2 separate regions of the Triticum aestivum genome follow, and region 2 is linked to region 1. The links are chromatin contacts, called in public Hi-C maps. All regions are on one chromosome and are shown on one strand. Each heading gives the region's core, a stretch centred on a gene start, on an enhancer-like site or on the middle of the called end of the contact. The rest is flanking DNA. Distances are from core to core; before and after follow the strand shown. Region 1 holds the start of LOC123070208. Region 2 holds the start of LOC123070210 (AAA-ATPase At3g50940).

Region 1 (3,225 bases), core at 486-2,985:
ATCGAACACAACTTTCATCAAATGATGCCATTCCCATCCGGCCGGAGCTTGGAAGGGCCTTCAAGGCCGTTGGGACACCATCAACAATGCTTGCTCCCGTTGGTACGGATTCTTGGAGCAAGTGCGGAGTGCAAAACCAAGTGGCTCCACTATTGGTGATTATGTGAGCATTTCATCTTTAAGTCCCTAGTCGTGTGCATAGGAAGATTATGAGCTCACAATTTTCTCAATGTTTATGTGTAGGATTGCATCGCCAATGAGTACTACAAGAAAATCCCGGCCTCCAATGACCGGTCATTCAATCTTCAACATTGTTGGAAATGGCTCCGGGATAATGAGAAGTGGAGGGTGAGGGACAAGGAATCCCCTCCAAAGAGAGGCATGAAAGTGGAGGTTGTGGATGATGATGATAGTGATGATGCACTAAGAGGAGGAAGAAACAAGGGCAAGACAGATGGAAACAAGAAGGAGAAAGCAAGAGTCAACGGGACTTCCGAGGCAATCGGTTTGAGGGATCAAATTGATGAGATGGCGAAGATGAAGGAGGCTATGCTAGCCAAGCATTGGGATGCAAAAGTTGCCATGGCCGAGAAGAAAGAGAATCACAAGGAGGAGAAATGGCAAAAGAGATGTGCCTTCGAGGAGCGCAAGCTCTTCCTAAGGAGCAAAAGAGGAAGGACGAGATGACCGCCGAGGAGGACGGTTCATGATGATGAATCCGGAGGGCATGGACGCAATGGTAAGAGAATTTTGGGAGCTGAAAAGAATGGAGATCATGCTCCGGAGGAAGGTGGAGCTCCAAAATCTTATGGCCGGTGGTCGTGTTGGGTTTGTAGGGGGCTTTTATTTCGGCAATGGTGGTGGTGGCTTCGGCATGGGTGGTGGCGGCGGTGATGGTGGCTTCGGCATGGGAGGTGGTGCTTTGGCAAGCCAAGTGAATGGTGGTGATGGTGGTCGTGCTCAATTTTCTGGTCCAAGAATGATGGTGATGGTGGTGCGAGCTCTCCGGTTCAAGTTCATGGAGATGATGGTGCGAGCTCCCCGGTTCAAGTTCATGAAGATGGTGGTGCGAGCTCTCCGGTCAATTTGAATTATGGTGATGAAGGTGTTAGGGGCGGTGTTGGTGGCGACGTTCTTCGCAACATTGAGAATGTTGCTTGATTGATCTATGTCGTTTGAACATATTTTGCCTTGTTCTATTGCGCATTCATGAACCTAAACTTGATACCTCATTTGTTGCGCATGATTTTGGAGGTGATGAACTAGTATGATGATCAATTAGTCATGTATATATATGATGATGAACTTGTCTTGACGAACTTGATAAATATGTGCTTATTATTGTATTTGCGAGAAAGCGAGCCCTCCAACACGAAATAGATCCCGCAAACGCGTCCCGTGAAACATTTGTAAATAGATCGAAAGTTTAATTGAGGGTGCGCAGATCTGGCGTCGCACTGCAGAGAGATCTGGTGCGGTTTGCTTTAGCTCCTCCTCCCCACTCGAATTTCCCCCCTTTTTACTCGTGGTGTACGTCTTTTTATCGGTCACAGAAAAAGAAAAGAAAAGAAAGGAAAAAGGGGCATCTTGTCACTTGGCACCACGGAACCCTTCAATGTTGCGATGTCGCCCCTGAACTGTCCGTCGATAGTCGCGGGCCCCCCGCACTGGTCGCTTTCGTGGCGTGTGGGGCAGTGGGCGTTCGTCATAACGACATAACCAATGGCCTGCATTGCAAAAGAAAAGAAAAGAAAAAAAATCAGAGGAGAAAAAAAAGAAGGGGAGGAGAAGGAGACAGCAGGCAGGGAGGGGGTCAGTCTTCTTCCTCTCTCCCTGTGCTGCTGCTGCCTTTGCGTCGGAGATTGCCCAAGTCTAGATTCGAGGAGGGCTGGCTCCCTCGCCCTCCCTCCCTCTCTCTCCCCTTCCCGTGGCTCCACTGTATCGGAATCCGCGACCGGCTCCGTTCCAAGCGGCCCTGGATTATTTTACGCAGGTTAGGTTTTGCTGCTGCCTCTGCTTCTCACCAGTTACTAGTACTACTCATCTCCCTTGGTGTTCTCTTCTCTTCTGTTCTGTAGTGGAGCTCTACTTCATTTGACTTCGCTAATCCCCACACCCGATTTGGCTCCCCGCACTGCACACAACCGCCCCGCTTGCTGCCGCCCCCGCCACATGACCCCCCAAGATTGTTTGGCCATGAGCTCAAAGTTTCAGCTCACTGGCGAGAGAGACAATAGATGATGAACATGTGCGATGCGAGGGGGATACTGAGTGCTGTGGGACTAGGCCGTGCCTGACTTATGGTGGAATTCGTTAGGGTCTCTCAAGATCCTCGCCTCCTTGCGCTCATGTCTTCCTTTACCGCCGGTTTTCAGCTTGTGGCTAAGCAATGTCGCCAAGATTCGCCTCCTTCCCCTCAAGTAATTCACCTCATTATTGCCTCCTCGGTGATTTGTTTCAGACCTAACCTCGCCCTTCAACTTGTCTAGAACAAAACCGCAGCTGCCAAACGGTTCCCACCTTTTGGATTTCACTCCTTGAGATTCATACAAGCTTGATTAGTTCTATTTCAAATGCTCAGTAATCAGTCCGCGTAGTTGGTCTAGCTGTTTGTGCTTCTAATTTGTTTCTGCCTATTTGAGCGATCCTGATCTCTGCCCAATTTGACTCTATGGCCTCTGCCAGTGTGCTAGTTAGAACATTGTACATACGGCCATCAAAGTTGTAAATGGCAAGGAATTGATTAAATTATTGCAGTACGAAATAGGGAGCAGGGCAAAATAATTGAAGTTCTACATTTCCTCGCAAAAAAGTAAAATAAAATTTGAAGTTCTACATTGGGGCTTTATTTGTTTTAGGACTACCTACATTGTTGAAATCGTTGTATCTATATACGGCCTCTTTCTTTAAGGAAGACCTTCTGTAACGTTTTTCCCATGTATCTTTTTATTTTGTTCCAACCAAATCATGTCACTGATATCTGCTGTAATTTCACAAACCATCTTCCTTTTATTATTCCACTGCTATTAAAGCTGTGATGGTGACTGCCTTAATATGTTTTTTCTGTCTCCTTTTTGGGGTATACTTCTATTTTTATATGCATAACGTGGTTTTATAAGAGCTTAGGTTTGTTTCTTATCCTGTGTTTGGTTATAGGGTCCTGATTTTGTTGCTGGAGGAATGTCCTCAGCCAGCTCTTCTCAGTTTCCAGCATCAACAGAGCGA
Region 2 (3,225 bases), core at 276-2,775, 220 kb before region 1:
ACAATCGATTTGGAAACCACAGGAAATGAAGTGGCAACTGCTCTTGTTGGACAAACAACAGTAGCACGGCAACGACTATAGAGTTGTCGCCTGTACAGTGACCCAGATCAGTGACTTGCTGGTACTTGAAGCAAACCAAATCAGTGCTGTCGTTTTCGTGTTCAGTGAGGGTGCGATACACAGTCACCCAGAGTTTTGTTTGATTGTTTCAATGTCGGAGTACAGAGTAGTACTACTACTGGCAAGAATCGATTCAAGAAAAAGAAAATAGTACTGGTAAGAATAGTCTAAAGGACTAAAGCAGTTTGTTCGTCGTCCATTGCAACTTGCAACATGAGTTGGATTAGTACTAAAACTAACCTTGTGATTCTTGGAAGCAGGGCTGCCCCCGTCGGAGCTTCCCGTCGCCTCTCTCCGTGGCGCCGTCGCCATGGCGCAGTCGACATCTTCGACCAACAATATGGACCTGTTCTTCATCCGAATCAGCAGTTTCCTCAGCTCGGTGTTGGACCTGACGCCGCCGACGTCGAGGTCATACACGTCGAAATGGAGGTGGTTGGAGATCGCGGCGACCAGGCTGGACTTGCCGGTGCCGGGCGGGCCGTGGACCAGGTAGCCCCTCTTCCACGCCCTCCCCGTCTGCCGGTAGTACTCCTTCCGGGTCAAGAACCTGTCCAGGTCGTCCACCACAGCCTGCCGCAGCGCGTCGTCCATGGCCACCGTCGCGAACGTCGAGGCGTTGCGGAGCCTCACTGTCCGCCACTTGCCCCACTCGTTGCTGTACAGCTTGGTCTGCCTCTGCTCCTGGGACATGGCCTCCACGCGGGCCATGACGGCCGGCAGGTAGGAGCCGAGCACCATGTCCTTGTGCTCGGCGTCGAAGCTGAGCTTGAACACCTCGCGCGCGTCCTCCGTGGCCCGCCGCCTGCCGGCGCCCCCGTCGTGCTTCCTGCTTAGGCGCCACGTGACCTTCGCCCCGTCGAACACGTCGACGACCGCCGTGCCGGGGCGCAGGGCGAGCAGGACGTGCTCCGCACCAGCCCCGCGAGGCAGGCTGGCCTTCATCAGCGGCACGAACGGTGCCGCGGCGAGGAGCGTGGAAACGTACGCCTTGGCCACCAAGAAGACACGGTTGTACAGGGTGCCGTCGAACTCCTCGATGAGCACGGCGTGGCGCCGGGCGGAGGCTGGCGGCAGGAGGAGCAACGCGCCGAGGGCCGTGCCTGGGAGGACGTCGGCGAGCACCCGGCGCAGCAGCATGGCCGCGCCCAGCACGGAAGTTGCCGTCGTGACGGCGCTCTTGTACCGTTCCAGTGCTCTGCTGTTCGGGGATGTCATGGCCATGGTCGGCTCCAACTGACGCTGTAGCAGTGGGGGTTTGCTTAAGGTTTCGATCTTCTAATCAGGTGCTTGAGTTGGTTTCTATGGAGGAGTCGTGAAAAACGCAAGGTCGGTTGGAATGGGGATTGATGATTGACCATTCGCTGTGATCGGTGTTTGCAACTTCACAAAGGAGATTAGTAGGTTCCACGTGGAGACCACGGATGCGACCCCTTAACCAGGTGACTGGTTTCTTCGAAACTTCAATCGACCGCCCCACACCACGGCGTCAAAAGTGGGATCCGGCTTGCCTGCTCCCTCCTCATGCTTTCATTCGTGTTCCCACTTCATTCTACGGCTGTCTTTTTTTTCTAATCTAATCATTTCCCCCCATGATTTTAAGAGGGTGAGACGGTTCTTATTTTGTTCCAATCAAATCAAGCCACGTACGCGGGAGCACGGATGGACACACGCGGGAGGAGCAGGCAAGTCTCGTCCATCAAGGCTTTGTTGGGCCACCAATTGAGCACGCCCTCGTGGCATTTTTTTCATGCACAGACGACTCCCAAGGCGACTAGGTTAGAGCGTCTCCAGCCGTTCGCCTCCCTAGGGCTTGAAATAGAGCCGCCTGGGGGCGCTCCCTGTCGGCGAAATTATCGGCATGGGGCGATCGGTTTCCCAACCGCCGCCCCAAGCTCACCCCAGCCGACGTTTTTTGAAAAATAAACTCGGTCAAAATTCGGCCAAACACGACACATATTCGGTCAAACTAGGCGATTTCATTGATATTTGTACATAAAAACTTAAAAACATATTTAAAAACATAACTAAAACTATTGCGCCACCGTCCGCTGCCCCTTCTACAGGCCGTAGAGCATGCCGAAGGCGCTGTTGTCGCTGCCGTCGTCCTCCTCCTTCTTCACGCCGTCGCCGCCGTCGTCCTCCTACTTCTTCACGCCGTCGCCGTCCTTGCTACACACCTGCCCTGGGGCGCCTTGGCGGACGAGTTTGGTTGGCGGCAGTGGTGCATCGTCGTCACTGTCCTTGAGGACGATGACGCTGGCCTCGTCGCGGCCGCGGCGCCGAGCGGCGATCTCCTCGAGGGCGCGGCACTAGCGCTCCGTCTCCAGCCAGACGTAGTCCTCGCGCGCCCACTTGAGGGCGGCCATGTTGTCGTACTCGCTCTTCACGGCAACGAGCCCCGGCTCCGTCTTAGACTTCACGAGACGGGAGGAGAAGGGACCATGGCCGCCCGAGCGACGTCTCCATGGGCTCGGTCTTGATGCTGGCGAGCGCCGGCGAACCAGAGGAGAGGGAGGAGGAGGACGACGACCCACATGCCATGCGCCTCGGCAGCCAAATGCTGCCGCTCCGGTGGGGGACAGGCGCCGAGGCTACCGGGTACTGGAGCGGCGGCTGGTTGCCGTCCTCGAGGTGCTTGAGGACATAGTGCAGCATCCGCCCAGAGACGCCCCACCACAGGCAGCGATCGTCGGCGTTGTGGCGCCCCCTCAACGACACATTGTTGGTGGAGGCGGCCTGGTCATGATGGTCAACAATTTATGGTTTCTCCTGCGGGAAAATGGTCGGGGTTGAAATCTCATCGTATGTCCTACGGTTGGCAATGGTTGCCTGTACAGGGTTTCATCGTTCTACCATTCTAAGGTCTAAACAAGGTTGTGACATCACCGTCTCTCTACTATGGGTAAGTCACTCTAGATTACTATTCCAAATAGCAAGAGCGAATGATAAGAGTAAGTCGGTATGGTGATCAATCCATTCCGCACCTAGATCATTACCTTATATAAGGTTTAGCGTATCTCATAATTCCAACACTCGGGCATTCTCACAAGCATTGTAGAATTTCTATTGTCCTCGAACTAGGTTCGGGTAAATCCATTGTTT

The links. A called contact is a pair of places that touch in the nucleus more often than the background predicts.
Region 2: a contact with region 1 is called in a Hi-C map of leaf, with 2.3 times the contacts expected there. The contact joins the promoter of LOC123070210 here to the promoter of LOC123070208 in region 1. A contact is called at or near these places in 2 of 5 Hi-C or Micro-C datasets (leaf and root).

Annotation. Positions count from the first base shown.
Region 1 is chr3B:430,929,838-430,933,062 of IWGSC CS RefSeq v2.1, reverse strand. LOC123070208 reads left to right here and starts at 1,735. Exons shown (of 9, transcript XM_044493283.1): 1 at 1,735-1,993; 2 at 3,157-3,225. The coding sequence starts at 3,181.
Region 2 is chr3B:431,151,444-431,154,668 of IWGSC CS RefSeq v2.1, reverse strand. It overlaps LOC123070210 (AAA-ATPase At3g50940), which reads right to left and starts at 1,525. Exons shown (of 2, transcript XM_044493285.1): 1 at 361-1,525. The coding sequence starts at 1,344.